3 separate regions of the Mus musculus genome follow, and regions 1 and 2 are each linked to region 3. The links are chromatin contacts, called in public Hi-C and promoter capture Hi-C maps. All regions are on one chromosome and are shown on one strand. Each heading gives the region's core, a stretch centred on a gene start, on an enhancer-like site or on the middle of the called end of the contact. The rest is flanking DNA. Distances are from core to core; before and after follow the strand shown. Region 1 overlaps Lpp (LIM domain containing preferred translocation partner in lipoma). Region 2 overlaps Tprg (transformation related protein 63 regulated). Region 3 holds the start of Lppos (LIM domain containing preferred translocation partner in lipoma, opposite strand).

The links. Promoter capture Hi-C pulls out the DNA fragments that hold promoters and counts their contacts. Hi-C and Micro-C count contacts between places; a contact is called where the count stands out from the background.
Region 1: a contact with region 3 is called in a promoter capture Hi-C map of liver, with 4 times the contacts expected there. The contact joins the enhancer-like site here to the promoter of Lppos in region 3. A contact is called at or near these places in 10 of 39 promoter capture datasets (the 3T3-L1 cell line, 3T3-L1-derived adipocytes, the C10 cell line and 5 more), 1 of 15 datasets of contacts at CTCF or cohesin (pro-B cells), 4 of 484 Hi-C or Micro-C datasets (bone marrow-derived macrophages, cerebral cortex, liver and 1 more) and 13 of 115 datasets of contacts at active chromatin or transcription factors (bone marrow-derived macrophages, craniofacial prominence, embryonic forebrain and 6 more).
Region 2: a contact with region 3 is called in a Hi-C map of neural stem cells, with 4 times the contacts expected there. The contact joins the enhancer-like site here to the promoter of Lppos in region 3. A contact is called at or near these places in 9 of 39 promoter capture datasets (the 3T3-L1 cell line, 3T3-L1-derived adipocytes, embryonic stem cells and 5 more), 2 of 15 datasets of contacts at CTCF or cohesin (large pre-B cells and pro-B cells), 3 of 484 Hi-C or Micro-C datasets (cerebellar granule neurons, neural stem cells and olfactory sensory neurons), 6 of 115 datasets of contacts at active chromatin or transcription factors (the NIH/3T3 cell line, embryonic stem cells, forebrain and 3 more) and 1 of 9 other capture datasets (embryonic stem cells).

Annotation. Positions count from the first base shown.
Region 1 is chr16:24,960,417-24,963,116 of GRCm38.p6, reverse strand. All of the region lies in intron 10 of Lpp (LIM domain containing preferred translocation partner in lipoma), which reads right to left. Among named protein-coding and RNA genes, the nearest start is that of Gm52245, 20 kb to the right of the region's middle. Within about 2 kb of position 1,441, at least 40 of the 459 cell types and tissues checked have an H3K27ac peak or open chromatin away from gene starts, as enhancers often do. A contact at or near this core is called in the SN4741 cell line, bone marrow-derived macrophages and liver, where this site is marked.
Region 2 is chr16:25,348,513-25,351,212 of GRCm38.p6, reverse strand. All of the region lies in intron 3 of Tprg (transformation related protein 63 regulated), which reads right to left. Among named protein-coding and RNA genes, the nearest start is that of Tprg, 63 kb to the right of the region's middle. Within about 2 kb of position 1,387, at least 3 of the 459 cell types and tissues checked have an H3K27ac peak or open chromatin away from gene starts, as enhancers often do. A contact at or near this core is called in neural stem cells, where this site is marked.
Region 3 is chr16:24,392,191-24,394,920 of GRCm38.p6, reverse strand. Lppos (LIM domain containing preferred translocation partner in lipoma, opposite strand) reads left to right here and starts at 1,266. Exons shown (of 2, transcript NR_037954.1): 1 at 1,266-1,567; 2 at 1,814-2,365. It overlaps Lpp (LIM domain containing preferred translocation partner in lipoma), which reads right to left and starts at 1,571. Exons shown (of 13, transcript NM_178665.5): 1 at 1,317-1,571.

The DNA.
Region 1 (2,700 bases), core at 192-2,691, 570 kb before region 3:
TAATCTCCAGGCCTTTATCTCCACCAAAGAAAATCTAGCACCAGACATGGGCATTAACTGTGCATGCACAAGACCTCAGATATCTCCAGAGCAGTCAGCAGGGGAGGCAGAATGGAGAATTTCTATGCTACACATCTTAAGGTGATCAGGATTTGAATCTATGACTTCTACACCAAAGGCAAACAAGATTTTCTCTAGTTCACACTTACTGCTAATCAGTAAGTTTCTTCTAGCTCCCTGTAGTGGCCATCCCACAAAATGCCTTGGCTCATCATTAGCATCCTGCCGTCCCAGAACACCTCACAAATATATAATTTGGGGCTTCTTGTCCCTTTTCACATTATTTAGCAGGATGCTGTCACTAGGAAGATGTTTTTTCCCAGTATTACTCTCATTGATGAAGATGTCACATCCAGGACCCTAATGACATCCTTTCGTCTGTGTTCCCTAGCCCCAATCCAATCACTGGGTGCCTTCCGAAGTGCCAAACTTGTGGTGGCAAATGGTTCAAGAAGACCAGATGAACACAAGTGAAAAGCCACTGTTCATTGCTTCTGTGCTGCACCTCTGCCTTTGAGAGCAGAAAATGAATACACAGTGATGGAAAAGGAGGGTCTGGCCTGGACCTCAGACACTGATTCTCATGTCATGCTGTCTAAGGCCCACCTCTCATCATTCTTGCCAGTGGCAGCCTGTATCATTATTTGTTTCTAGGCATTGAAGACTAATACGTTATCAGCCTCTATAACAGCATGCAATCATAACAGGCCTGCAAAAAGTATTTGTTGTATGGAGAAGAAAATGAACTGCATTAAATAAAGTAACATCTTAGGTGTGTTTTAGTCTTAGGATTAATTGTTTTCATCTCAGCAAGAGGGTATCTCTCAAAAAAATGTTAAAACCTCCCCTAAGAGCATAAATGATCTGAAATTATTCATACACACAGTCAGTAGGGCAACACCCTTTTGCTTAACGCCATCTGATTATCAATGGTAATTGACCCATCTAGGGGAACATTCTAAAATGTGAGTTTAAGCAAAGCTCTTTCCAGCTATGTGTATACACAGTAATGACCACCTGTGTGCACATTGCAGATCAGAATTAAACCACCCTGAATCATCCATTAGAATCATGATATGCGAGCAGAGACTAGAAATGTTCTTAGTACCATTCTGCTCACGTGCCTGTTTTCTGAAACCCAGGACTGCGTGGTGCTTATTTTCTTCCTGATGTGTAGATTGCAATTATTTCCTACACTACAGCCATGAGAGGTCTGAGCCAACCACCAGGGTCATGGAAGATTTCTCCTTGTTCATATGCATGTGACAGAGAAGCTTCTTTGAACCAAACTTGATCTCTTTCAAAAGAGTTAGAGTTAAGCCTCTAACTCTTGGGAGTGGCAGTGGGAACAGCCAGAGGGCGGTGAGCTACCTCTGATCCTCTAGAGATCATTTGAGCACATTTGGCAATCACTTGGCTTCTGTTGAAAACAAGTCCTTCTAATTACACTTCTGCCAATGGAAGACAAAAAGGCAGCACTTGGGCTTAGAAAGGTCACGGTGACATGCCAGTGTCAGGGCTGTGATTGTGGTTTCCTATTGAGTACAGGCCCGCTGATGGGAGAGCCACACACCCGGCTGAGGAACCCATTCACGGGAATGGAATCTCAACAGGCTGCAGAGCGATTTGCTGTTCTCCTAAACGGTATCTCGCCTGTAATAATTTTTGACACTAGAAATAAAATACTAACACGTTTTGGTTCTTCTTTCTGTACTCTGCACTACATTTAGATGAGCTAGGTAGGAAAGGCTCAGTGAATGCAGGGTTTCTTCCATGCTACAGGGTTTTCCAACTGCCTCAAAGACAAAGGAGGCAGAACATACAGATGTTTGCTCCTTGCTGCACAGAGTTGTGGACTAACTCCTTTGGTGTCTCTGGAATGCAAATTTTCTTTCACAGTTTAGCAGTCTTTTTTGGATTTCAGCACAGTGAACTAACACTTTCCTGGATTCCAAGACCTCCAGAGAACCAGATGGATGAGAGGAACTGGGAAAAAGAACCCACACTGTTTGAAAAAGGTATGAATTTCTCACTCTGCATTTAGCCAAAAAGCTCTGAAAACTAGAAGAGCGAAATCACTTTTGGTTTGTTCAAATGCATGCCATCCCAGTTGTTGGTGGGGTGTAAGAAAAGAAAAGTCCAAAGTGATTTGGTGGTTTGGAGTCTGTGTTCAGTTTTAGCTGGGAAGCAGATTTTAACAGAGACGGTGTGTTTACTATCAAAGGAAAGAAAGTATAGAGGAGATTGCTCAAGAGATCATTCTGAGTGTCTGTGCTCTGACACGAGGGAAGGCTTTCGAAGGCCAGCTCTAAGTGGACAGTTTGGTCCTTCTGGATCCCTATGGGACCTTCCCTTTGCAGACAGGTATCCCATTCTCCAGTCTTCGCTCAGAAACCAACCCAAACTTCTCTGTGTTCTTGCTCTTCATTAATTGGGACCTCTGCTCTGAGATTTTCCTTTCCAAAGGTCAAGGGCGTACAGCTGTTACCTCTGTTACTGTTTTCTCCATTCTTCTGCCCTTTCACACAGCGGTCCTGTATTCTTTAAGGCAGTGACCTGCATAGAGTGTTACCTCTTTACATGAAATCTACAAAGAGGGATACAGCAAAATGTACTCCATCATCCTTTGTGACACGTGCT
Region 2 (2,700 bases), core at 138-2,637, 960 kb before region 3:
TATTGAGAAATTAAAATTTTAGGTAAAGGGAAGGAATTCCAAAACATTATACTGAGTGGGATAACCTAGACCCAGGAAGACAAACACTACATATTCTTTCTTATATGTGAATCCTGGCTCTGGATTTTGGGTCTGAGCACATAACCTGGACCAACAATAGAAGCCAGGAGAGAAGAACAGGATTACTGGGGGTGAGGAACTCTAGGGAAAGGGATAGAAGGACTCAGGTGCTATGAATGGGGAGTGGGAAAACTGGAGGAGGTCTTAACTGGAGAGGAGGGATGGAGGGAGGCTAGCAGAGGATGGAGAGGAGGGAGAGAGGCTAACAGGATGGAGAGGAGGGAGAGAGGCTAACAGGATGGAGAGGAGGGAGGGAGGCTAACACAGAAGACCTGCATGGGCCTCACCAGGTGAGACCCAATATAAAGGGATGAAGAGTCACAGAATGGATGCTGAGGGAGGAAGAAGATCTTAATCCTAAGAAGTCAGCTTAAACACATCCACATACAGACAGCATTAATAGGCTTCCTTCATCCCTGCCCCCTCTGCACACACACACACACACTCACTCACCTGAACAGTTCATTAATTTGAGAGGGAAGGATTGGAGGAACATGTAAGGAGTTGGCGGGGCGGAGAGGGGGGGGGCTGGAAATGATGTAAATATGGTGTGCTCATTTATAAAATCCTCAAATAATTTTCAAATAAAATAAAAATTAAGGCAATTGAATTAATGAGCTAGAGAGACAGCTCAATGGTTAAGAACACTGGTTACTCTTCCAGGGTACCAGGGTTCAGTTCCCAGTAACCTAACCGTATGGCAGCTCACACCTGTCTTTAACTCCAATTCGGGGGGATCTGACACCCTCACAAAGATATACATGCAGGCAAAACATCAATGCATATTAATTACTAATAAATGTTGAATTCAAAGATAGAAAACACAAACTATCCTTCAAGTTCCCAGTTGATATGCTGCCTGTTGCATGGACCCTTGTCCCCAAGTGGATGTCATTTCATCACAAACACTGTCTTCAGTACCTCTCCTATGGCCATAGTCATAATTGTCTCTGGTTGACAGTTTATTTATATGCTGATCCAATTGCTCACCTTGTGTATTGAGTAGTCTTTCCTCTATTGCAGAATCAACACCTCATTTATTCCTGGGTCTCTGTACTGAACCCAGCAAGGTCTCAACAAACACAAACAACAGAAACACGTGACCTATCTCCCTTTGACACATAACCCTCCCGGGGCATTACTTCCTGTTTGCCACTGTTCCTCAGCACCAGTATCCCCTTCATCTCTGGCTGGTTGAAAGGAGCCTCCAGGACCAGTTTAAGAGACCATCTGAGATCTCCAGCTCCAGCTTCCTGAGATGAAGAGATTCACCAGCAGAGGGCAACAGCGAACTAGCAATGACAGGCCATATTAATCCTGCAAGTTTCCAGGGCAGTTATCCAGTGACTCAGGTCATCCCAGGTACCCCTCCTGCAGCCCAGACCTGTGCCCAGTGATACTTGAGTCTCTGATTTGGTCTTTTGAGACTAGGAAATCAATTTGTTGTTTGTAAATGATCTTCTGAAGAAAATTTTCTTCTAATGGTCTCTCTCTTTTTCTCTCTCTCCCTCCCTGCATGTATGTATGTGTGTGTATATGTATGTGTGTGAATATATGTATACGTGCACACGTGTGCATATGTGTACAGAGAAAGAGATGGGGTATATCTATAACTTAATACAGGCATTTCTCTATGTACCCTGATGCTTAATAAAGTTATTATCTGTGATCTACAAGTCAAATCAAGTATGTCGCCCAAGCCCTTGAAGAGAAGAGGAAGACAGCATCCTGGCTAGCCCAGAGTCAGCAACCTAGAGAGGAAACACTGCATCGTTCATTCCTCACACATTCCTTGAGCATCCACTAGGCTCTGGAGCCTGAAGAGCATCCAATTTGGGTTTGCTGTTCAAACACAAACAGATGAAAACTGCATGGCACTGGAGCAAAGCATATGCACCCTGAGTTAAGTGGAGTCTTGCGAAATGTTTAGCTACATCACCCACATACATTTCTTTCAGTCATTTGGTTAGTTTTTTCCCTAAGCCACTCCAGTTTGTTTAAAATGGGAGACCCTCAAAAGAAACACGGTTTCTAATAAAAATCCAATACCACAAACCTTCCCTGTTCCCAGGTCTCTAACCCTGGCTGCTTGTGATTCCCCCCTGTGTTTCTCCACTACCCTGTGCCATCAGTCACACACTGGGCTCTGGGCTCCTCATGAGGAATCCTGAGAAGATCTTCCTGCCCCGACACACACAGCTCTGTACTATGAGAAGGAACACATACAAGGAAGAACAGCATGGCACCCAGTGGTATGATGTGACCAGAGAAAGGTAACTCAGAGCCACAGAAGTAAACTGTGGTCTAACGATTCCTTACCCACTGCCCACAGGGCTAAGGAAAAGAGTCCCTGGCACCTCTTCCATGCCCTGGCAGAAGCTTCTCCTAACACGTGTCATTTTCTACAGTCTGGTAAGAACCCTAGTGCTGGGAAATCACAAGCTGAAAAATCTGGATGACATTTTCTAAGGTGAAAAGAAGAAAAACTTAGGAGAATTTATTTCCTGAGTGGTTTTTTTTTTTAATATGCACCTACCATTGGGCAGGTGGAGTATGCCCACAAGAGACAGATAGGAAGGG
Region 3 (2,730 bases), core at 17-2,516:
TGTCTGAAAACTCGCTTGTGCCGGGAATAGTGAAAACAGTGAACCATTAAGTCACTAACATCTTTGAGAAAAAGTTTTACTGCAGAGGCAAGTTTGCAAAGGGAGTGTATAGAAACAGGAGAGTCCCAGAAAGGATCCGCGGAGAGCTCTTGCCAGGCCTTCCTTGTGGGGGAGGGGAAGCAGTGGACCCCCTTCCTAAAGAGAAAGAAGGCCAGAAACAGTTTACACTGCCCTGTCCAAGTACCCAAGCCACAACTCCACTGACACGGTCTCCTGTCATACTCCCACCCCAAGCCACGAACACAATTCCACCCACGCCCACTCCCCACCCTTATTTAGCCTTCTCTGGTCTGCAGCTGCCTCCCTGACACGAAAGGCCTCGCCTTTTTTACTTAAGAAAACTCCCTATCCTTCAAAGGAGTCAATCACAGGCCCCTCTGGGATTTCGGGTCCGGCCATGGAGGCCAAAATAAGAAAAGTCCTTCCGCGAACTCCCATAAAAAAACCTGATCTTTGCGTTCTCTCCAGGATTTGGCCCTTCCTACTTTGAGTCAGGTTAGGCTCCTGCGTTCCAGTGAGCGCTCCCAGAGGGCAAAGTTTGGCCTCTGTAACCTACAGTGCTTAAAAGCAGTGGAGACTCCACAACCGCTTACAAAAAGATAAATTAATTAATAAATTTTTTAAAAAATTTTAAAAAGGCAGCAGGGGAGCAGAGGTCCGGAGCCACCGATCTTAACCTGGCTCCACCTTCCAGGGATGACTTCCAGGAAAGCCTGCCTCTCTTTGCCTCGCCTGCCCTGACTGTAAAATGGGAAGACTCCGAGTCACTGGGTCCCTAGGCCCTTTCCGCGGTGACAACTGGGATTCCACGAAAGCTCGAAGCCACCGGGCGCGGCCCCGCCCCCTGGGCACCCAGAAAGGCCCGGGCCGGGGGCGCGCTGGGGACTCCCGCATCCGCCCCTCCCCCACGGCGTGCACCCCCGCTTCCCGGCCGGGGACCCGCACTTCCGCGGCGGGCGGGGCGGAGCAGGGCGCCCCGCGCTCCCCACCACCCTCAGCGGCCCGTCCCCCGGGGGGTCGGGGGGTCGAGCGGCGCCCGCGGGCCGAGGCTGCGGGAGGAAGCCTTCGCTACGATACCTGGGGGAGGAGGTGGACCGGGCAGCGGCGGCCGCGACGGCTGGAGGCGGAGGCTCGGGCGGAGGAGGAGGTGCCGGGCACTCCCCCTCCCATTGTCCCGGCCCGGCCCGCGGCCCGCAGCGGCCCGCTCCGCCCGGCCCGCGTCCTCCCCGGTGCCCGGCCCCGCTGCCGGCCCTTACCTTGCAGCGGCCGGCTCTCCCCCGCCGCTAACGCTACTTATCCCGGGAAAGCTCGAGCGGGCCCCGGGAGCGAACCCACAGACAAAAAGTGAAACTTCAGCAGCAGGCCGGGAGTGGCTGCTGGTTGGTGCTCTCCCCCTCCTTCCTCCCCACCCCCTCCCCGCGGTCTCCCGTGCGGTGCCCTGAGCGCTGGAGGCTGACGTCAGGGGCCTGAATTCCTGACTTTGCCTGCACGCATTTGTCCATGTAAGGTATGGGGAGGCGTGTGCCCGCGGGCCGCCGCACTAGCCGGACGGGGAGGGGGCGCGGGGGGCAGCGGCGGCTCGAGGTGGGTGACCCTGGGCAATGCACTTCCTGGAGGAGGGGACGCGGGGGGAGGAGGGGGTACAGGGAGCATGGGAAGAGGAAGGAAAAGAGGGATCTGCCTCCACTGGAGGAAGAGGAAGGAGATGCAGGAGGAAGTCGAGAAACCGGCACAACTCGGGTCTGTTCTGCAGACGACAGATTGGAAAGCTGAGCTTGAGCAAAGAGATCCTGCCATGGAACACCCCACCCCCCACCCTAAGAGCCTCGTCGGAGCCCCGCCCAGGACTCCAGCAGGACTCAGAAGTCCGGGATGGTAGAGAGCAACTTCAGTTCCCTTCGCACAGGAGAGCTCCGAAGCTGGGACCTGACCCAGTCCTGCCCCGTGGAGAGGAGCCAGTATTCTACTCTTAGCTGGGTTTCCGCCTCCAGGCACGACCCGGCCTCTAACTGTGAGCTTAGACCCAAGTTAGAGCTAGGCAGATGACTTGACCCACTGAAGTGACTAACCCCAGTTCCTGGAAGGTTGTGGTTGACAAGCCTTGAGAAACAATGGCAATCGAGTGCTTCAGGGCAACTTCCTGTCCTTTGTTCAAAGACAAGAACCTTTGGAGTTTAACTTTTGCTTCCCAACCCTGCCCTGCCGGAAAACCAACCAGAAAGCTTGCTCTGTTCTTACAGCTTAAAAAAAGAAAATACACGAACTGGGTGAACTGGTTTGAATAAAGACAAGCCTGTTCTTGGAAGGTTGGGTTTGGATATTTTGTGTTTGATATTTGTAAAAGTGAGCAACGATGAGAACCCCTTTTACTAGGTTAAGATTCCGGCTAGGAGACACTGGAAGCCCTCTGGCCCTCAGTAGTGAACGCTTTTCATCCCGGCACAAGAGAGGTTTACATAGACACTGTCACAAACTAACCAAAAACACAGATTTGGGTGTGGGTGTGTGGGTGGGGGTGTGGGTGTTTCTATCCTGTATCCTTTGCTTTACCCCAGTCTCCCAAACAACTTCAACCCATGCTAATAACACAACCACCCATTCTGGTCTTTGATTGGGTTGGGTAGGATCTAAGGAAAATACCATAACATGACCTGCACAACACAGCTGTCT